Linked DNA regions of Mus musculus: regions 2, 3, 4, 5, 6 and 7 are each linked to region 1. The links are chromatin contacts, called in public Hi-C, HiChIP or PLAC-seq and promoter capture Hi-C maps. All regions are on one chromosome and are shown on one strand. The core of a region is the stretch at or near the end of the contact, and the rest is flanking DNA. Distances in the headings are between cores, read along the strand shown. Region 1 holds the start of Arid5b (AT rich interactive domain 5B (MRF1-like)). Region 2 holds the start of Nrbf2 (nuclear receptor binding factor 2). Region 3 overlaps Rhobtb1 (Rho-related BTB domain containing 1). Region 4 holds the start of Rhobtb1 (Rho-related BTB domain containing 1). Region 5 has its middle 27 kb from the start of A930033H14Rik. Region 6 has its middle 4.3 kb from the start of Gm33263. Region 7 has its middle 10 kb from the start of Gm33130.

Region 1 (2,846 bases), core at 225-2,724:
AATGCCGAACGTGTTTGTGCCGGTTACACGACCGCTTTGAAATCCGCCCGGGCAGATGCGCAAGTTATTTGAATGTATTATCCCAGTACCTGTCATTTATCACTTCAGTCAACACGCCTTTGCCAACTCAATTGCTTTTGATCTCATTCTGCCTCCGTTTCGTAATTTCCGCCCTCTTAAACATATCAAATACTTAAAAGAAAAAAAAAAAACGTGAACAATATCAAAACCCACTAAAAGAAAGCTACCCAGCCCAGGAGCCAGGCATGAAGTAAAAAAATTAAAAAAATTAAAAAGCAAAAAATATGTACATTAAAATATGTATATTAAAGCATGAGATATTAATCTTCAAGAAGAGGTAGCTAAACGAACACACACACACACACACACACACACACACACACACACACACACACCCTGGAACAAAACCCTTCTTGACAAGTTATTTGATCTTGACTAAAATCAGCAGTTGGACGGTCTTTGTAAAGCTGACAGCCAAACTCTGACAATGGTAAAATACTCCAGCCCCAGTTAGTGGCGCTACCCCTTTAAAAAACGAGCGGATCCTGCTCACCGCAGAACTGAATACAGTATTTTCAAGCTTGCCTTATAATACGCATTACTGGAGGGGGGGGGTAGATAATAAAGAAGGAAGAGAGGGAGAGATAGGTTTACCACCTCGCCATGGTCGCTATTTCTGCCCTGGGGAGTGTCTTCGGGGAGGAAATAAAGTTTCGAGCTGGATAAAAGTTGCCGGCTGGTCCTTTCTTCCCACAACAGCTGGAGCTCCGCTATGCAAATCGGATCCTTTGGCGTACATCTTACAAAGAAAAAGTCGCCAAGGGACAAGATTCTTGGTTTGCCTTCAAGGTGGAATTGAAAAGCCTTATAAAAAATATAAGGTCCGTGCAAGCCACACGGTGAGCCGACCCACTGCAGGAGGGGGAGAGAGAGGGAGAGAGAGAGAGAGAAAAAAAAAAGCACCACGTAAATAATGTAGCCATCAAGCACAAATATCTATTCCCAGGCACATTAACACACAAGACTCTCAATACAGACCGGCCCACAGATAGAACGCTGGGTGAAAAAATATTACAAAACCCACTAATTTTCTGCCTCCCTTAAAAAAAAAAAAAGAAAGAAAGAAAAAGAAAAGAAAAGAAAGAAAGAAAGAAAAGAAAAGAAAAAAAAAGCCCTCCGGGTCCCCACCACCCCTCCCCAGTTCCCCATATGAGGCGATAAAATTACATTATGTAGGTATGATCAGCGCAGGGATTTTTAAAAAAAACAATAAAAATGATTTTGGGGGGATGCAGAGGGTAAAAGTTTGGTAAAAAGTTTGTGGGGGGTGTGAGGGGGTGTGAGGGGGTGGGTGAGCTGGGGGGCTGGGGGGTGCCGGGGGGCGCCGGGACCGCAGGAGCGGAGGAGAGCGAAATACCTGGAGTGAGTTGGGCTCCATCTCGACGTTCTGAATTGATTGAACTCAACATTCTCTCCAAACTTGTTGGCTTGAATGGATTGCATCAGGTCCTGGCAGGGGAAAGCATTCTCTGCTTGCAGCCGGCGTGATGTCTCAATATAAAACTAAGCTCTAGCCTCCCCCTCAGCACCAAAATGATTGAAAATATATCCTAATATTTCCTCGAAGACTCAATTTTCATCTCCTGTAAAAAAGATGTGGGTTTGCTGCCAAAGATGGGTTGATCAAATTCGAAATAGGGAGAAGGGCTAAGTCCGACCTCGGCGGGAAGAGAATGGATCAAGGCAAAAAGCAGACAGGAAGATGTAAAAAAAAATTGAAACCCATCCTAAAACCAAGTAATGAGGGTATCTTTCTCTTCTCAGTTCCTCGTGTCTGTGGGTAACGTCGGTTGAGATTTTTGGAGCAGACCAAGTCTCTCGAGCTGCGTTGTGCATCTGACAGGACCTGCTTGTATATGTCTAATATAAAGAACATTTCCTGCAGAGATTCCGGGGCGCCGCTCCTCTTTCTAATGCTCCTTAGCAGATTTGCTGTTATTAGACATGTAGATTTGTTTGATAGTTAAATTACGTTTCCTCACTGCCATGTTTGAGAGAACTAATCTGTTAAATTATCTTCTGATGCCTATTTACACGGAAGGGAAAAGTGGGTTATCGATTATATAAACATATAAATATTAATGCATTTGTTCGCTTCGCAAAAAAAAAATACTCAGCAGGGGGGAAAAAAAGGAAGAAGAAGAGCAGAAAGACAAGTGAGCAGTACACACACGTCTCGTGATTTTGCAACAATATTGAACGGACAGCAACTACATTTAGGGAGAGGAACAATAAACCATGCATGATAAATCAATACATGCGAGCCGCGAGTCTGCTCGGAATATGAATTCGGGCTCTGGGTTCTGCGTGTGCATTCTTTAATTTTGAAGTATATACACTCGTACGTGTTTACAATGCTGATGGACGCCAAGGGCTCTCTCAAATGATAATGTGTTTATATAACCCGGCGCTACAGGAATAATATACCGACTTCTACCCCACCCCCAATCCTTCCCGTGCCCCCCTCCTCCCAAAAGGGAGGGGGAGCTTTCTCGGTAATAGTTTGAAACTGAAAAAAATAATCCATTTGCAAACTAGTTAAATACCATCAGAAATTAAGCTGTTGGAAACGGAGGTGGGGGGTGGTTAACACAACGTAAGACAATAAAGGTTTTAAATGTGTATATTTATTGTTCTGGAGCCCTGGAGCATTGCGCGGTTTGCATGCACGGCTATTATGCAAACAGAGAAACTTAAGAGCCACAGAACAAGGAACAGGCAGGGACTGCAAAACCCTCGCTCGCTGCGACCCAGCTGCCGGTCCT
Region 2 (2,846 bases), core at 163-2,662, 990 kb before region 1:
GGCCACACAAATTCTCTTACAAACAAGAGAGGCGCGAGGTTATTTCCCTAGCTCCCCAAAACTCACCAGTGTAGCCTCATTAGCCTGAAGTGTAATCCACTTAGAAACGGACGCAGGGTCTAAATTAGTAACTCTTGGGTAGATTTCTCGGAGCTGCAAACCTGGCGCCAGGGATGGAACCATAGCTTTAGGTGTTCACTCTCCAGCGTTGACGCTCAACACTCCCAAATCTCATTAAGTGACAGGGGCTACGGTCTCACTGGAGCAACTAACTCTTCCAATGTTCCATCCATAACGTACAGTTCTACGTGTCTCTTATCTATTCAGTCCTTTAATCCTCACAACGAACGAGGGTTAAAACAAAAACAAAAAAAAACAATGAAGTGAAAATTTTTGTTCAAGGTCTCTTGAGGCTATTAGGTGACTAAGCCCGAGTTCAAATCCAGGAGTTTGGCTCCAGAAATCCATAGTCTGAAACCACAGACTCTGGCTTCTCTGCACAGCACGGACCAGGCTCTTCCAAGCCGGGAGGGAGGGCAGAGTTCCAAAGGAAGCAATCAATCTTTCCCGGTCCTGCTCTCAATCCCTCCGCATCATCGCAAACCACCTACAGACTTGGGACTTGCAAAGTTTTACTCCGCAACACTAAGGAACCAGACGTCTGCATCTGAATTTCATGAACCTTTTCCCAGGAAACCCGAAGATGTCCTGTGATCACACTTAGAACAGAACTGTGGGAGGTTTGGGGTTTTGTGGGGTTGTTTGGGGCGGTGTGTGTGTGTGTGTTCCTTTTTGCCCCAAACAATAATGACCCGGCCCCCTGTGTGTCTCTCTGTATGTGTTTCTGAGAAAGGCAAACACGTCTGGTACTTTCGTGAGCCTTAAAGCAAAGGCACCGGGCTGCGGGGCGTGGACTGGGGTTCCGATCCAGCTGTTTCAGAGGGGCCTTCGCTAGCCCAGCTGCGAGGGCAGCAGGGAAGAGGGGGTGCGGTGTGCGAGGCGCGGCCCCGACACCCCGACTCTGCCCGCGGCCTGCAGGCGGCGGCTACGTGGCGCTGGGACGCGGTCCCAGCAGGGCAGATGCCACGGGCCCCGAGGGAGAGGCCTGAGCCCCGGGGATCAGGGTCCCCTCCATGAGCTCGCGGCTCCCCCTTCAGTGCCGCTTGACCCCCTCAGCCCGCGTTTCCCCGCAGCCTACCGGTCCCCGACTCAGCCCGCGACCACTCACAAGGTTGAGGGGTCCTTCCATCACTTCCATAAACCCCGGGGTGAGCAGCGGCCCGAGGCGGAGCGGCGGCGCCCGGGCACATGGAGGGGCAGCGAGGGCAGGGAGACGCGGCGGCTGGCAGGAGGCTCCTCGCAGAACCCGGAGCCGGCAGTGAGAGCCCAAGAGCGACAGCCGCGCCACTTCCGCCTCCGACGTCGCGTCGCGGGGGGCCGTCCCGGCGTCGCTGCGCGCGGCGGCGTGACGTCGCCACGCGCCGGCGCGAGGCAGGGGGCGCGGCTGGGGTGAGAGCATGGGGTGGGCGGGGCTAGGGGCGGGGCAGCAGCTAAGTGACAAAAACCGCCCCTCTCCTCGCGAGAGGGAGCTCTGCTAGACTTCGGCGGCGGCTGTCACGTGATGAGCCGGGTCTGGCTAGTTGGTTAATAAGGTCACTCTGCACGCTTGACCTTTCTTCCTTCCCGTAGGCTTTCTCAGGTCCTCTCCTTGTACCTCACCCCTCCTTCTCCGTTTCTGTTCTATCTCCGTTGACTTTTTTTTAAAAAGCAAATTTGAGCCAAGTTAACACCCTGCACTAGATCCGCCTTACAGGAGGTTTCCATATTTTTTGCCTTTTGGCAGAGAGTCTGTGGCCCAGATCTTGTACATGTGGCAGTCTTGTGTCGAGCATATGAGCAGGTGCCACCATACCTCCACTCCACCGAGAGGATTTGACAGAGATAAGTGACCCCAGGGTCACAAACTAATTCTAAAGCAAGAAGGATTATAAGCCACCAAGTATAACCGTTCTTCAACAACTATGTACTAAATCACTGTGCTAAGGTCTTTCTGTTTCCGCACCCACTGGCAAGTAGATATGGTTTATGGAGAAAGGGAGATGGAGAGGAGCTGAGAGAACAACTAACATATTGTGTGAAGGAAACCGGGCTTACCTGGAGGTTTTTTTTTTTTTTTTTTTTTTTTAAAGATTTATTTATTTTTATTATATATAAGTACACTGTAGCTGTCTTTAGACACTCCAGAAGAGGGCGTCAGATCTCATTACGGATGGTTGTGAGCCACCATGTGGTTGCTGGGATTTGAACTTCGGACCTTTGGAAGAGCAGTCGGGTGCTCTTACACACTGAGCCATCTCACCAGCCCCTTACCTGGAGGTTTTACAGTACCAAATTCTGTAATGAAAAAAACTTCAAAGAACCACATGAATGTACCTTTAAGAATTTGTAATATTGGAGGACGTGGAGACGCAGGTTGGGTGTTAAAGGAAACCCACCTGGGGTGTGATTTTTTTTTAAGATTTATTTATTTAATTTATTTTAGTACACAGTCACTGTCTTCAGACAGACCAGAAGAGGGCATCAGATCCCATTAGAGATGGTTGTGAGCCACCATGTGGTTGCTGGGAATTGAACTAAGGACCTCTGGAAGAGCAGTCAGTGCTCTTAACCTCTGAGCCATCTCTCCAGCCCCCTGGGATGTGATTTTTTTTTTTTAATATGAAACCTTAAAAAGCCAGCCGAGGAAAGAGCAGAGGCAATGTACAACATCTGTAAACGGGGAGGAAGAGATGACATATATAACTTAATATGAATAATATATAGCATATATATCTAAAATGATTTCA
Region 3 (2,846 bases), core at 133-2,632, 970 kb after region 1:
AAGAAAGTACCCAGGCAGGAAGAGGCACCGGATGAGCTCAGCGAGGTATCCGAGTAGATCAGCCGACTGCTTCTGACGCACGTTTGTGTTTGAGACAACACGGTGTGACGTGGCCAGCTAAGCAGCAGCTATAGGTGTTTTGCTCTTGTGAGACTTTGACTGCCCCACAACCTCACAAGTGTACAGTGGGCCTTGCCCTGCCCCACCCTCACCCCCCTAGCTAGGGTTGCCTGTCCTCTCACTCCCAACAAAACAAGCTGTTCTTTTCCTGGGCCTCAACCGGCTTGGGGTCCATTGCTCTGAGCACCCGTCATAGATTCTGTCACCTGCACCCTGTTATCACTGAAACAGAAACAAGAAGCACACCTACTTGGGCCCTTGGTTCCCTAAAGGGGCCCTCCTGCTGCCTGCCTGATTTTACCTTGTACTTCCTCAGTCACTACCCATGCCTACAGCCTCCTGGCCTGCTGCCACAGACCCTACTCACTTCAGGAGAGACTTAAAAACCTAGAAACCTACCCCTACCCCATCTCTGCCACCAGCGTCTTCTAGAAATGCTTACTATGCGACGCCATATTGATTCGGTGCCCAGAAGGCTACACTTTGTGGGGAAAATTTGGTAGCACATTTTGATGCTCTCTATTCTGTAGAGAGCTTCGGCCAATTCTCTTTCGTGCTATATAAGAGAGCTGTTTAACTTCACAGTGGCTTCCCTTTTTTGTTTTATTTGAGGAAGAGAAAGCATAATTGCAGCTTCAGCTAATTACTTTGGTATAGAAACCTACTTTGGTGGGTGTGTGCGTGCATGCATATGTGTGTGTGTGTGTGTGTGTGTGTGTGTGTGTGTGTGTGTGTGTGTGTGTGTGTATGTGTGTGTGTGTGTGTGTGCACAGAAGCACTCAGAAATCAGAAGACGATGTTGGATCCACTAGAACAGGAGTTCCAGATTGTTGTGAGCAGAGCACCAGACTCAGGTCCTCTGTATGAATAAGAAGTGTTCCTGTGCACTGAGCCATGCATGTCTCCGTCCCTAAACCCGTTTGTTTTGTTTGGTTTGTTTTGGTTTTGCTTGTACTTATGTTTTAACTGTACTTGGTGTGAGCCACAGTTCAACAGGATAAGCAACCCGCCGTAAACTTTGAGGCACTCACTCTGCCTGCATGCCAAGGCATTTGGAGCCTTGTTAAAATAATTAATTGCATTCCCAGGGAGACAGTGAGAGAAACCAGACTCATGTCAGGATGCCTCAGGAGACCTCAGTCCTGGCTTTCTCTGCTTCTCAACACAAAGGAAGCTCACATGTTACTCCTCCAGTACTCCCTGCACAGAAGGGTCTGGTTTCTAGAACAATCCAGCAGGACTAGGAGGAATCAGGGACAGGCAGCTGGCCAACTGGAATTTGAAAACTTTCTAACTTGGTTTAACTGTACACAGAAGGCCACTGCTCTCTGTGGCTTACTATTTAACCCTATACCCACCCCCTATTTTGCCAACTAGAAAAGATAGCTCCAGTGTATCAAAGGTCTTCCTAGATCTCAGACAACATGGCATCTCAGCCAACATCAGATAACCCATCTGCCTGGGGAGCCCTAAGAGGCAGGGGGTCTCCACGCCACTGGTGAGGAACTGCCTCCACTCCCAGTCCTGTGTCTCAAGGGGCAGTCTCGCCTGCAGCTCTCCAGGACTCCGGGGGCTCCCATTGCTTCTCCTACACCAAGGCATCTCCATCTCACTTTAAACAGGATGCACCCCACCTTGGAGAGCAAAGTACTTGCCTGTTCTTCCGTATTTGTGCAATTGTTGACTGGAATTATTGCCCACAGTTTACCTTCTGGCTCCTTTGCCCTCAGGAAGGCAAGCCACCCGTCCCAGCACAACAGCTGGTGGGGTCTTCCTCCCACCTCCCAAGCACCATCCACTTTTGGATGAACTTTTAAAGTTCTTCTCTGGATCTTTTCAAATGTCAGGAACAAAACCATACATAGTAACCATGACTGTCACCAGCCGTTCTTTTCTTGGCAACAAAGAGCCTCTTAAAGGGATATCACTCATCTCTGAGAATGATAGGTCACACTTTGATACTGGGCATCTGAAAAAGGACAGCAAATGGGATGAGTTGTGCCTTTAGGAAGGCACATGGGACGCTCCATCCCTCTCCTCCAAGCCAAGCTCATGTAAGTAACTGCAGATGTCACTGTTTCCTTGGCTCATCTGCCCCAGGGTCAGGTGATGCTAAAATCCTGTGATGCTAAAGGTGTTGGCAGCAGCTCCAACATAAGCTGAGCAGCCCTGGATGCCTGAGCTGCTGCCCAGAGTCCTTCATATCCTATCCAGCAGCCTTGTTGTCGTGGTGACCCTGCAAAGTAAGCTCATTTCACAGTTGAGGAAGCAGCTACAGGAAGGGCCAAGGTCAGGCAGCTGCGACGGAGCTGAGCTGAGTTTTCCTTCCTGGTCTGGCGAACTGCAAAGCCCACATCCCGCCACTCCCTCCTCATTCGTGGCTGACAGCGTGGCTAGGTGGCAGACTCTCTGGCCACCTCCTCCTGGTCTCATATGTCTCTCACTGTCTGTGTGGACAATGAAAACCAGCATTCTCCCGTCTCTCCAGCTGGGATGCTCCAGGGCTTCATGAAGTCCCCTTAACCCACAGCAGATAATCTGACTCTTTGTATGCATCCCTAAGCAGCCAACTGTGAAAGCTTTATGGTGTGTGTGTGGTGTGCATAAATGTGCATGTATATATGTGTGTGTGGTATGTATAAATATGTATGTATATGTATGTGTGATGTGTATAAATGTGTACATATTATATGCACATGTGTTTATGGTGTAGATAAATGTTTATG
Region 4 (2,846 bases), core at 163-2,662, 930 kb after region 1:
CTGGGGAGGAAGAGAAGTCCATCTAAGAAAACCAAATGTGGTTTCCTGAAAAGGAGGGACGGAGGCGTTACTGTGAGAGAGGGTTTTGTTTGCTATTCATTTTTTTAAGGGAAGTTGAAGGATAGCCCTAAGTAACCGTCCTCACAGTAAAATACGGCTATCTATCTTTCCCACCCTTTCGAGATGCTGGCAAGGCCTTAGCTAAGAACTGATGGAGGCCAAGGATGTAGCGTGGCCATTTTTTGTGTGCTCCATGTCAGCCTTTAGAAGGGTTTTATAAACGTAGCACATCCCTAGTTGAAGGCATTCACATCCTAATCCGCCAGCTGTCTCGTCTCGTTGCAGGACTAGAGTGAGCGGATTACACAGCCCAGTCTAACAGGCAGTTGAGAAGGCGGACTGAAAGTTCCCTGCGGACAGGAGCCAAGTTAGTTGCAGTTCCCTGTCACCTCCTTAGAGCATCGCGTGATGCCAGACACCCCTAGGCACCTAGGCAGTTCTTCTGCGGATCCGTGAAAAGTAACCAGAACTCTGCCCCCAGAACTCACAATCGGCTTGAAAGTCCACAGTGTCCCCGAAACTGGTTTTCCCTTCCAAGATTTCCTGCAGACCCAGAAGAGGCCGAAATCAGTTTCAGCTCCCCCCCCCCGCCCCCCAGCCTCTCTAAAACAGCTGATTTCGGGGTGGGAGGTGGGGGTGGGGAGGACCGGGTGGGGGGAAAAGCTGGGCGTCCCCCCCCCCCGCCCCCTGCCGGGACCCCTTGAGCCCGGTGCAGGGGAAGGTGACCAGGAGGGGGAGAGCCAGCCCGCACGTGCAGCGCCCAGGGGAGGAGGCTGGGCCAGCGCAGCGCTTAGTCAGCAGCTGGGCTCGGTTTTGAAACAAAAGCCAATGTCCTCCCTCGGAGTCCGCGGCCGGTCAGTTCCTAGGGGGAAGAAAGCTATGCTGCCCAGCCGGTTAGTGGCCCAACTTACTTTTCCTGAGCCCAGGACTGAGGGCCAGCGGATGTTCGGGAGTGGGTGGGATGCTGCGGGGAGGGGGCGCGGGGACAGCTCGCACACACCCTGCCCTGCTCTGATCTCCGCTTGGCTTAAGGCCGGGTCCCCGGGGTAGCGGGACGCACGCTGATCCCGGCCCTGGAGCCCAGGCCCCTCCGGTGTGCGTGCAGCCGCAGCACCTTCGCCACCTCGCGTCCCACAGCTCAGACACACCAGGCCCTGGTTTCATGAATGAAATCCAATCGTGTGGTTATAAATAGCCGCCAAGGCTGCTCACGTCACGGTGGAGAGAGAGAGAGCGATCGGAGGCCGCCACCGCTTTGCTCGCTCCGTGCCCGGGCGCAGGGTTCCGCCCGGTGCCCCGCCTGGCCAGGAAAGGGGGCGGGAGGAGGGCAGGGCTGGCGGCGACAGCGACCTGGGGACGAGTCCCGTGGCCTGCGCCGGGACGCGGACGCGGCCGGGTGCGGCTGGGCCATGCTGCCTTTGTGCCACGCCGGGCGGGTGGCGCGCGGTGCGCAGGGTCCCGGCGTCCCCGCGAGCGCGCGCGGCGGGGGCCGCTGCTGAGCGGCGGAGGGAGCCAGGTCTCGCTCGGCTGCAGGGTAGGTGGCTGTGTCGTGCTGAGTGTCCCAGTGAGCAGCGGAGCACCCTCACCAGCTCCCGATTGCCTCGCGGGTGGCAGGTGGGGACCCCGGCCCATGTTCCCACCCTCCCCCAGCAACGTTTGCGAGAGTGAGCTGAAGGGATGCGGGGGGACAGTCCCCTCCCAGAGGAGTGAGCTGAAGAGATGTGGAAGAGCACCCGCCCCGGCCGCACCCCTAACTTGTAGCGGCAGACAACACGTACAACAGGCACCTTAGCAGTCCGGTTGCACCAGGGCCGGGTGCTGCCGCGCCCCCGGGGAAAGGCGCCTTTTCCTCGAAGGACTCTGGTGGGGAACTTGGGACGCGAGAAGCAGGGTGCTCTGAGCCCTTGGGTGTTTGCCCTGCCCCAAGCAGTGTCTTTGGATGCACGATGACGCCCCTCTCCCTCCCCTCCCCCCTAGCCCTGTGTCTAGGGAGTCTGTTGTGAGTTGCTGTGCCAACAATACACGCTGCCTTGTGAGGGGCTTGCACACACCTCAACTTAAGTGTTCAGCTAGGTTCACAGCCAGGGGGTAGGGGGAGAGACACAGAAGAGATCCACACTCACACCCACCCCCAAAAAAGTGGAAGGAAGGCAAGACTGTGTAAAAAATGTATATATAACATTTGATTCCACTGTTGGCCGTGGGGTTTCCATCCCATATCAAACTACTCAACGGAGGAGCAAAGTCAATATTTAGACTCAGACAAGCCAGAAAAGTTAGGAGGGAGAGCCAAGCACAGGGTTCTGAGTTGGCTTTGCACGTCAGCACAAGAGCTGCGCCTTTGGGACTGCCTGTACACATATGCTGGGGCATTGGGGGTGGAGGCATGCATTAAGCTTGATAAGTTACAGAAAGCTGGGAAACGCTAGATAGTAGCAAGCAGAGGAGACATCCTGACTGAATCTCCCTGGTCTGTGCTTTTGGGGAAACTACTGAATACTCAGCCTGGGGTTTCAGCATGAGGTTCTCTGTAGGTTGTGCTACCTGCCATAAAAACATACAAGAGACTCCAAACCATGCCATGCTTCCAGAGGCATTCAGCTTGGCCAAGGGCAGATAATAAGCCACCAACAGGCTCATAAGTTCACTTTTAAACACTCTTTTGAGACTCAGTGTATTATTTCATCTTCAGTGATCTTTGGGACGCCTATGAGAACCAGTGGTTCCCATTAGACAAACTCAATCTTTGGACTGTCAGTAACATCTGAGTGTTGTCCCCACAGGGG
Region 5 (2,846 bases), core at 247-2,746, 910 kb after region 1:
ACCTATGCAAAATCCAGGCATGACTACGGTGCCTGTTTTTCCTAGCGCTGAAGAGATGGGGCTTCATGGCCAGACAGCCTAGCCTAGAGCACCGAACTTCAAGTGCAGTGAGAAACCCTGTCTCAAAAAACAAGGTGGAGAGCCATGGCAGAAGACACCCCATAATAATCCAGGGCCTCCATCAGCACACATGCATGCGAACACACTTGAATCTCACGGCTTCCCAACGGTCTTAGTTTGGGTTTTATTGCGGTTAAGAGACATATGATCAAGGCAGCCCTTACAAAGGCAAATATTTAACTGGGGCTGGCTTATGGTTTTAGAGGTTCAGCCCATTATCATCACTGTGGAAGCATGGCAGCATCCAGGTAGACATGGTGCTGGGGGAGCCGGGAGTTCTACATCTCTATCTGATCAGCAGGCAGCCCTGGATTCTTTTGTAGGCAGCCAGGAGTAGGGTCTCTTCTGCACTGAGTGGAGCATGAAGGCTAGGAGACCTCAAAGCCCACCTACACAGTGATGTACTTCCACCAGCCAGGCCACACCTCCTCATAGTGCCACTTCCCATGGGCCAAGCATATTCAAACCACCACACCCACTCGGTACTGTGCAGCATAGTGCTTGACTGCCATTACCCACTACTGACTGGCCTCCACACTGCCGATGCCTGCCATTACGAAAGAGCATTGAATGTTGTGTTGTGAAAAACACAAAGGTTCAAAAAAAGTGTGGTTTCTGTTGAATCCGTTTATTACTTTCAAATCAACTTAAAGACCAAAGATCCAGGCTTCCTAAATGGTACCTTCTTTCTCCTGTATGCTCGGGTTCTCCTACATGCTTGGCACCCTTGACATGGTGTTTGCTGAGCAACGACAAGCTCAGCAAATGCTTAATGGATGGGCGATAGATGTACTGAAACAAGCCTGCTTTTCCTGAAGTCATGAAATTATCCCCCAAACAGGGAAGTTTGAGTTCTGTGAGTCATTTAAACTCTCCGCTAAGGCCAAGATTTGGGGGAGGGGGGGCTGGAGAAGCAGCTTAGCCTGAAGAGCACCTTTTGATCCCTCAGAAAGCCCCGTGGTTTCTGTTTCCAGCACCCACATGGTGGGTCACAAACCATGACTCCAGTTCCAGGGGATCCAGTGCCCTCTTCTGTCCTCTGGGACACCAGGCATAGAAGTGCTGTATAGAGACAAAATACTCATACACATAGAAGTTTTAATTATTATTAAGAAATCTAGGAAGAAAAGAGCAGATAGTATCCCTAGTTTTCCAAGTGTTTAAAAAAAAAAAAAAAAAAACACCATGAGTTAATGTTTTCCCTATGCGTGAAATTAGTGACGCTCCTTGCCCAGAAATAAGTATCAATTTGGCAACTGGTGAAATGTTTGCATATTTTCCTCGGAACGAACTGACTTCATAAAAAGGGAAGGAGCCGGAGTTTCTGGTTTCTGGGGCCCTGGAAGCTAAGAGCTGAACGTATAAACAGTGAGTAACACATTAGTCATAGTCCGCAGCTGCTCCCTGGCAGGACAAGAAATAACAGGCTCAAAATACTGCGGAGAACCAGGCTTGACAAAAAAAAAAAAAAAAAAAAAAAAAAAAAAAAAAAAGGCATTTCTCTCAAAGAGTGAGTCTCAGTCAGATGGCCCGGGAAAGCGCGTGTCTGGAGGGATTGTGGGATTGTTTTCTGTGTCATTCGTATAGATAATCCACGAACCTGTTTTGATGAGTTTTTAGTTGTCTTCTTTCATAAAAGCTGACGGGATAGAATGATTTTCGGTCTTGATTTTTTTTTTTTTTTTTTTCTAGAAACTTGACTCATTTCACACATGTCCCCTAGAGGGCAGCAGTGGCCCAAAACACAGGCCAGGATCTAACCCTTTGGCGCCAGTCTGTCCACTGCTTAGGTCCTGCAACTGCTTCCTTCAAGTTGTCAGTGGTGTGATCATTTCTATCCCGTTGTGTCTATCTAGAAAACCCACTAAACCTGAGAAAACAAAATAAGAGTTCATTTCACAACGTTTGGGATGGAATTATATGAGGTTTACATTTTGTCTTTCTATATATGACCTGTACACACATAGCCTAGGCCGGTGCTTCTCAACCTGTGGGTCTCCCACCCTCTCACTGAGGTTGCCTAGGACCATCAGAAACCCCAGATATTTATGGTACATTCCACAGCAGCAACAAAATTACAGTTACAAAGTAGCAATGAAAATAATTTCATGGTTGGAGGTCACCACAAAATGAGGCACTGTATTGAAGGGTCACGCAGCATTCGAAGGCTGAGAGCCACTGGTTCAGGTGACCCTGTGCCTGTGGGCGTGTAGAGAATATAGATGCTTGAAAGCAAGAAGTCAAAGCTTCTGCCCTTTATGGAGAAATCAAAACTATTCCAGGCATTGCCAAGTCTCTATCCATGCTTGTTCTCACTCTGAGGTTACTACGTATGGAAGAATTGGTTTGATGGTAGATTTAGTAAGGAATAGGACAAAGAAATAAGGGTAGGTGGCTTAGTCTAGAAAGGGTAGCAGACTGACTTGATATACGGAGGATGGCTATTCGATTTGGAGATTGTAAGTGGCAACGTTAATTTTAAAATGTTCCTTTTACGATGTAAAGCATGGCAATCTGGGGAGACACAGCTCCGAACAGCATCCAATTCTGGTAGTGCACAGGGCTTCCTGTTGTGGTGGTGGCAAACCAGCACAGGGTGCATCCCAGAAAGATGAAGGCGAGAACCTGAGTGTACAATTTTCAGATGCTGAGGTCTTAACACTGTTCTTTAAATATTTCGTTTCTGCTCAGAGACATTTTTATTCAAAGGACACAACTTTTACAAG
Region 6 (2,846 bases), core at 124-2,623, 880 kb after region 1:
TATGTGCTTGTTCCTGTATGCACATGTATGTGAGCATGTATGTATGTGTGTGCATGTATATGTGTGTGCACTTGAGTGTGTGCATGTATATGTCACTCTGTGTGCATGTATGTATGTGTACATGTGCATTCTTTTTCTTTTTTATTTTCAATGTTGTTTTCTGATTTTTACTCATATCTTATAAACTTGATTTTTGGAAACCATATCAAATCCTTAAGGTAAAATGTGTCAGGGTACAAACATAATAAGTACCTCATTAAAAAAAAAGGCTGAGATCAGTTGTGTCTATCAGTTTAATGTATCCTTGTCCCCAGCACTACACACACACACACACACACACACACACACACACACACACACACGTGGGGGTGGGGGGAAGAGAATGAAATGAGGACCTATGACCCAACAATACTCTGAGACAAACATGTCCAGAAGATTCCATCCTTCCAAATAGATAAGTTATAACCAGAGAAAAGACAGTGACAACCCAAAGCCACCTGATTGGTGGCAGCTGGCACTTGCCTTACGTGGTTATATTTTGCCAGTATTCAGTGTCTGCTTGGCTGGAGGGCCGATGACTGGAGGCCAGTTTAGTTCAATCTTAGCTCAGTGCCACGGCCCTTGTTTTAACCGGATCGTCTCTCCACTCCTCACCTCCCTGGATCCTCAGAACAATCCTACTGAGAGGACATGGGAGCAGGGATGGAACTCAGTTGGCACAGACTGGCCCAGCATGCACAAAGTCCTGAGTTGCATCCCCTGAACTGTATAAAACATGGCATGTTGCTGATGCTTGCCTGTAGTCCTGGCACTGGGGATATGGATGCATGGGAGCTGATATTCAAGGACATCCTCAACTATGTATCAAGGGTTGAGGCCAGCCCAGGCTACATGAATTAAAAGTAATAATAATAATTGAGGCCAGTCCAGGTTAAATGATTAAAACATAATAATAATACTAATAGTAATAAAGACCCCTAGAGGAGGGTTCACTCTAGCATCCTGCTTCCAAGGGCAGCCCTTTTCCCCTGCTCCCCTGAAAGAGGGGTAACTTTCTGCCCCTCTTACACTAATTCTTTGGGAGATTTCCAAATGGCATGTCCTGGCTGAGCAGTTCTTGTCCTGATGGAGAATCACCACTAGTGTATGGAGCTAATATTGTATCGGCAGTTTCTTCTCTTCACTATGTGTCTCCTGCTTCCACCTCCTTCCTAGGTTTTGCAACACAGAGGCATCTAGACGCGCGTCCTTCACCAGGCTGTCTTCAGTAATGAAAATGGAGTTGAAGCTTATTTTTCCCTTTTGCATGGTAAGTACTAATTTGTGTGACTAAATTAGCACTGCATTCTACAGTATATATATATTTTAAAAATGTAGAAACATTGCTTTACGTAAAGATGGCACACCATATGAATAGCAACCAGACTCATGTTAAGGGTGTTTGCATTTTCACAAAAAAAAAAAAAAATGAAATAAGAACACTCCATTTTTAAACATTACATCATGGGTTTTATAAATTGTAGTTGAACATGTTTCCTCTGATCTACAATTTGAGTCATCTTGACCTACATAGGAGTTGGGATCATGAAAATAACATGAGTCTTCCCTGCATATTTTATACACAAGTAGAGTTTTGTGCACAAAACTGACATGTGGTCCTTGAAACATCATGGCCACATACAAGGACGATTTAGAAATGGACAGATTGCTGTTCGGTAGCGCTCCTGTTCTTCCCAGATGCCTCTCTTGGAGTATCTACCCGTCTTGGCCCCAGCAACAGCTGTCTTCAACTCAAAAAATGCATGATCACTCTGCAAGTGGCTAGGCCAAAGGTCAGAGTGAACAGGAGACATCAGCTTTTGGAGAAAAGGGGCAATGTTGGTAGGTTTTTTTTCTTCTCCCCAGACCGACTCTGCCTTGCCTACCCACAAACGTATGTGTTAATTTCAGTCCGCAACATGTTTTATTTTTATTTCTATATTTAATGTTCTGATGCATATTTTACAGAAATGCCTTCTGTGTGTAGCTATGAATATTGTAAGCATTTCATTTATTCCAGGCTTGGGGAAGTACGCATACCTGAATGTATGTGAGGGCTGAATTACAGATAACTCTTAGACAAATGTGGCTTTTATTACCTTTAACTACACGGAGTAACTTCAACAAAACATTACAAAGTAGAAGTCCTTAGGGGAACCCTTAATAACAAACCATGAGAATATTCTGGTATTAGCATATAGATTGGATGTATGGAAGAGCTCGGAAAGGGTCCCTGAAAAAAAAAAATGGTTTATTCTGTGTCTAAAAATTGTACATAAGGCTGAAAAGACATGTTTAAAGCACCATATCTTATCTGCCCATAAATACAGCGTTTGCAAAGCAAAGGTAAACATAAGCCCAGTCTGTGAACAAGTTATTAAAAGGTTTTAAATGTGCTAGGGCCCCATAGTCACCATGTGTCACCATGTGTGCATACCTAACTTAAAGCGTAGGTGAGTGAGTGTTTGCCCCTACATCTCAGACTGGGGGGAAGGGGAACTTGCGCTAATAAGTCAGGATCCTATTTACACTGTTAATTCCCTACGCAATTGCTTATTTAAAGAAGTTCCGTCCTTGGGGTTTCCATTAATTAAATCTATTTGCAGTGTATGCAGCAGGCATTTCAACTTTTCCAGTCCTGTTTTTCATAAGCCTGATTCAAATAGGTCTGTGTCATAATGCCTCTTATTAAGGCATTGGCCTTTGCTTTTTTTAAGGGAGTTTCAGAACAGCTATGTACATAAAAATGGCTAATTCAAATGCCCCTGTATTTTAGAAAAGTCAACCTATTAAATGTGAAATATTCT
Region 7 (2,846 bases), core at 179-2,678, 820 kb after region 1:
TAATAATGCTTTCCATTAAATAAAGCAATTTAAGCCAATAATGTGCTGCTTACTTACAGGCTAGTACAATATTCAAAATTTCCCTTACATAACAAGCCACAGCATTTAATGAGATTTCCTACACGATAATACATAGGACTTAATAGAGCTATTTACTGTCCATGGCAACTGTCCATTATGACCCTCCTCCTTTAGGTTTAGCCTTGCCTGTCTCTGCACCACAAGGCTGACAGCCATTTGCTTCTAGAATATTGTGACTGCTTAGCGTTACCTTGGCATGACTTACAGCTCTTACAAAAACCTCATACAATGCAGTGAGCATGTTAGGGACTTAATAAATGGACCTACGGAAGTGGGTACTCTCCGTCATAGTTCTCCTCGGTATGGTTTGTAGTGGGTGTGAATACGTAGAAATGCTACTACCTATAGAAAATGGACTGAGACAACAAACCAGTTCTATTAATCATTTTTACTGGCTTGCTGATAAAAATCTACCTTAAGGGAGACCTGGTTTTACTTATCATGAAGTCCTGTAACTCCATTTTGTAAGAATATCCTGTATTTTCATGTTGCAAAGCATTTGCAGACCAGGACTGGTTTGCCTCTTTGAACACGGGACCTCTCCAAACACTACCAAAGACAGACCGCCCGTGAAGACAGAGAGGCCAGTTCCTTGAATCCCCACGCCTAGCACAGAGCTGTTGGCCCATGGTACCTCTGTTTAAGGAATGCGTGTCCACCCACGCAGATTCTGGAAAGAGCTTTGCTTCGCGTAAAGGTTTGCACTGAGGCCACCAAACAAACAAACAAACAAAACAAAAAACCCGCTTGCTGAGATGAGGGATGACTTAAGATAAAAAGTTTCTCAGATTCGATAAAGATTCCTCAGATTCAAGTGGATAGAAAAATGATTTACCTTTTTATCCCACCCCACCACCACCCGCCGCCCCAAATGAAGTTTACACAAAGCTGCTGCATAAATCAAGAGCTCCTCTCTCATGAATAATTTGAGTCACCTCGCATAATTTACAGCCTTTGTCATGCAAACAATTTAAAGTCCCACTCTGTGTTAACGCATCTTCTGTTGAAGCCAGCACAGATCCTATCCCGCTGTAGGAAATCTGTCCGAATTGCAAAATTAAAAATATATATATATATATATTTTCTGAAATAAGGGCAGACACTTTGCTTTTCAGGTTGTTGGTGTTGGAGGCAGGTGGGGGGGGAGGGAGAGAGCACATGGACCTATGCACTTCTGAGTGCAAAGACTATGAAGAAGGTAAAAAACAGGGGAGGGGCATCAGATTCCTGGAGCAAGAGATACTGGAAGTTATAACTAAAGCTGGCGCGCTGGGTGCCTAACTTAGGTCCTCTGAAAGAACAGCCAGCGAGTGCCCTTAGCCCCTGTCAATCTCTCCAGCCCCTGAGTTTGTGGTTTTGCTTTCTTCTCCAGATCTTTACTGAGACTGAAAGAAAGATGAAATTTCAAGACCTGTAAGTCATATAAAGTACTCAGAAATTGCTGGTTGTTTGTGAGCTAGAGGCTGCCTGGGGCTGAGAAAAAAGAAAAACAAACCTGGGTATGCCCCGTAGTTAAAACATTCCTGGGAACAGCTTAACCTTTAAGATAAAAAGGAATGTGAGGACATAACAGGGCTATCTTGTCTGGGTCAACACCACCTGGCCAGAACCTCCCCTCTGTCTACTGCCCCTTGATGCCGGGTAAAGTCATACATCAACTGGTTGCTATGTGAGCAAAGATAAGCCCCCAGCCCACAGGAACAAAGTCCTGATGCTCTTTTGCTGACATGTAATCTTTCTGTTAATGTTTAAATAAGCCAATAGTGTGTCGCTATGCTGAATTCCACAACCCTAAGCCCCTTACCCCATAAAAACCCCTAGCTTTCGAGCCTCGTGGCCGACATCCGTTATCTCCTGTGTGGGATACATGTCAGTCCGGAGCTCCGTAATTAAACGTCCTCATGTATTTACATCAAGATGGTCGTCTGTTCGTGATTCTTGGGTGCACGCCAAATCGGGAGTTAAGTGGGGGTTTCCCCACTAGGTTCTAACAAGACCAGTCTTGCTGTCTGCAAGGCCGCTGTCGCGCACAGTTATTCTATATGAAGGTCTTACACAGCCATCTAAAGGAGTAAAGAAGTCTGTTGGGGACACCGGGAAAGGGTTCAAAATTCAAGTTTCCTAATCAGGAAGAAGTCTTCACGGGAAAAGATTTCAGTTAGTCCAAACAGAAGCATCTATTAAGGTCTAATCAGTTTACCACTGACTCTTTCAACCTGGAGATGCCAGAAGAACTGTGCACCTCACCCACGCATCCAAAACAGCTCACAGTGGGCAGCCAGGACCACCTGTGTATGCTTTCCCACTTCGTTGCAAAGAGATGACCAATTTCTCAGGGGCCTTCAGTCTCCCCTGGGGCTCACTTCAGCCTGCTCAGAGCTTTATCTCTCTGCCTCTTCATAGGGCTATATATAATTTTATATCCACACCCCCCTGATGTCTCGTTTTATACCCCTCTCTCTCCTTCCAAAGACACCTGTCCCATGATATGATGGTCCAGCTCTGAGGGTATCACTGTAAACTTCTAGCACCTTCCAAGACCTTTTCTTCTGAAACACAGCTGCGTTCTGACATCCTCAGGATTGACTCCATGTGACTGAGGACGGGAAGCAAGATTTACTCTGAAGCACTGAGGAGAGCAGAGGTTGACGTTTTACCTGTTCTTGGCCCATTAACACTTCCTGTCTACAGCTGAATCTGTATGCGTGAGCACCAGGCTCACAGTCCAGTCACCCTGTATGACTTCTGAGGCATCTCAGCTGCCA

The links. Hi-C and Micro-C count contacts between places; a contact is called where the count stands out from the background. HiChIP or PLAC-seq counts read pairs in DNA pulled down with a chosen protein or histone mark. Capture Hi-C pulls out chosen DNA fragments and counts their contacts.
Region 2: a promoter capture Hi-C map of adipose tissue shows a contact between it and region 1, with 3 times the contacts expected there. The contact joins the promoter of Nrbf2 here to the promoter of Arid5b in region 1. A contact is called at or near these places in 5 of 39 promoter capture datasets (the C10 cell line, the HPC-7 cell line, liver and 1 more), 2 of 484 Hi-C or Micro-C datasets (CD4 T cells and CD8 T cells), 5 of 115 datasets of contacts at active chromatin or transcription factors (T-cell acute lymphoblastic leukemia, bone marrow-derived macrophages, cardiomyocytes and 2 more) and 2 of 9 other capture datasets (adipose tissue and liver).
Region 3: a contact with region 1 is called in an H3K4me3 HiChIP or PLAC-seq map of embryonic limb bud, with 10 times the contacts expected there. The contact joins the enhancer-like site here to the promoter of Arid5b in region 1. A contact is called at or near these places in 5 of 39 promoter capture datasets (the 3T3-L1 cell line, the C10 cell line, liver and 1 more) and 3 of 115 datasets of contacts at active chromatin or transcription factors (bone marrow-derived macrophages, embryonic limb bud and large pre-B cells).
Region 4: an H3K4me3 HiChIP or PLAC-seq map of forebrain shows a contact between it and region 1, with 6 times the contacts expected there. The contact joins the promoter of Rhobtb1 here to the promoter of Arid5b in region 1. A contact is called at or near these places in 9 of 39 promoter capture datasets (the 3T3-L1 cell line, 3T3-L1-derived adipocytes, the C10 cell line and 4 more), 4 of 484 Hi-C or Micro-C datasets (bone marrow-derived macrophages and embryonic stem cells), 8 of 115 datasets of contacts at active chromatin or transcription factors (bone marrow-derived dendritic cells, cardiomyocytes, embryonic forebrain and 5 more) and 3 of 9 other capture datasets (adipose tissue, liver and pancreatic islet).
Region 5: a contact with region 1 is called in an H3K4me3 HiChIP or PLAC-seq map of bone marrow-derived macrophages, with 6 times the contacts expected there. The contact joins the enhancer-like site here to the promoter of Arid5b in region 1. A contact is called at or near these places in 5 of 39 promoter capture datasets (the 3T3-L1 cell line, 3T3-L1-derived adipocytes, hippocampal neurons and 1 more), 3 of 484 Hi-C or Micro-C datasets (myocytes, palatal mesenchyme and uterus), 7 of 115 datasets of contacts at active chromatin or transcription factors (bone marrow-derived macrophages, craniofacial prominence, embryonic limb bud and 4 more) and 1 of 9 other capture datasets (adipose tissue).
Region 6: a Hi-C map of cortical neurons shows a contact between it and region 1, with 2.3 times the contacts expected there. The contact joins the enhancer-like site here to the promoter of Arid5b in region 1. A contact is called at or near these places in 4 of 39 promoter capture datasets (the 3T3-L1 cell line, hippocampal neurons and liver), 3 of 484 Hi-C or Micro-C datasets (cerebral cortex and cortical neurons), 5 of 115 datasets of contacts at active chromatin or transcription factors (embryonic forebrain, embryonic limb bud, forebrain and 2 more) and 1 of 9 other capture datasets (pancreatic islet).
Region 7: an H3K27ac HiChIP or PLAC-seq map of extraembryonic endoderm stem cells shows a contact between it and region 1, with 4 times the contacts expected there. The contact joins the enhancer-like site here to the promoter of Arid5b in region 1. A contact is called at or near these places in 1 of 39 promoter capture datasets (hippocampal neurons), 6 of 484 Hi-C or Micro-C datasets (adipose-derived mesenchymal stem cells, cortical neurons, embryonic fibroblasts and 2 more) and 7 of 115 datasets of contacts at active chromatin or transcription factors (embryonic forebrain, embryonic limb bud, extraembryonic endoderm stem cells and 4 more).

What each region holds. Positions count from the first base shown.
Region 1 is chr10:68,277,252-68,280,097 of GRCm38.p6, forward strand. Arid5b (AT rich interactive domain 5B (MRF1-like)) reads right to left here and starts at 1,475. Exons shown (of 10, transcript NM_023598.2): 1 at 1,439-1,475; 2 at 679-933. The coding sequence starts at 1,459.
Region 2 is chr10:67,283,869-67,286,714 of GRCm38.p6, forward strand. It overlaps Nrbf2 (nuclear receptor binding factor 2), which reads right to left and starts at 1,413. Exons shown (of 4, transcript NM_001036293.2): 1 at 1,229-1,413. The coding sequence starts at 1,258. It overlaps Gm46200 (a long non-coding RNA gene), which reads left to right and starts at 1,565. Exons shown (of 3, transcript XR_001779690.1): 1 at 1,565-1,652.
Region 3 is chr10:69,252,214-69,255,059 of GRCm38.p6, forward strand. All of the region lies in intron 4 of Rhobtb1 (Rho-related BTB domain containing 1), which reads left to right. Among named protein-coding and RNA genes, the nearest start is that of Rhobtb1, 40 kb to the left of the region's middle. Within about 2 kb of position 1,383, at least 147 of the 459 cell types and tissues checked have an H3K27ac peak or open chromatin away from gene starts, as enhancers often do. A contact at or near this core is called in bone marrow-derived macrophages, embryonic limb bud and liver, where this site is marked.
Region 4 is chr10:69,211,782-69,214,627 of GRCm38.p6, forward strand. Rhobtb1 (Rho-related BTB domain containing 1) reads left to right here and starts at 1,413. Exons shown (of 11, transcript NM_001252637.1): 1 at 1,413-1,594. A930033H14Rik (RIKEN cDNA A930033H14 gene) reads right to left here and starts at 1,317. Exons shown (of 2, transcript NM_001331193.1): 1 at 972-1,317; 2 at 1-603. The coding sequence starts at 1,224. The coding sequence ends at 545.
Region 5 is chr10:69,184,570-69,187,415 of GRCm38.p6, forward strand. It overlaps a transcript of Rhobtb1 not described here. Among named protein-coding and RNA genes, the nearest start is that of A930033H14Rik, 27 kb to the right of the region's middle. Within about 2 kb of position 1,497, at least 194 of the 459 cell types and tissues checked have an H3K27ac peak or open chromatin away from gene starts, as enhancers often do. A contact at or near this core is called in 3T3-L1-derived adipocytes, adipose tissue, bone marrow-derived macrophages and 8 more, where this site is marked.
Region 6 is chr10:69,154,223-69,157,068 of GRCm38.p6, forward strand. It overlaps a transcript of Rhobtb1 not described here. Among named protein-coding and RNA genes, the nearest start is that of Gm33263, 4.3 kb to the left of the region's middle. Within about 2 kb of position 1,374, at least 6 of the 459 cell types and tissues checked have an H3K27ac peak or open chromatin away from gene starts, as enhancers often do. A contact at or near this core is called in cortical neurons and pancreatic islet, where this site is marked.
Region 7 is chr10:69,098,868-69,101,713 of GRCm38.p6, forward strand. No RefSeq gene overlaps it. Among named protein-coding and RNA genes, the nearest start is that of Gm33130, 10 kb to the left of the region's middle. Within about 2 kb of position 1,429, at least 7 of the 459 cell types and tissues checked have an H3K27ac peak or open chromatin away from gene starts, as enhancers often do. A contact at or near this core is called in extraembryonic endoderm stem cells, where this site is marked.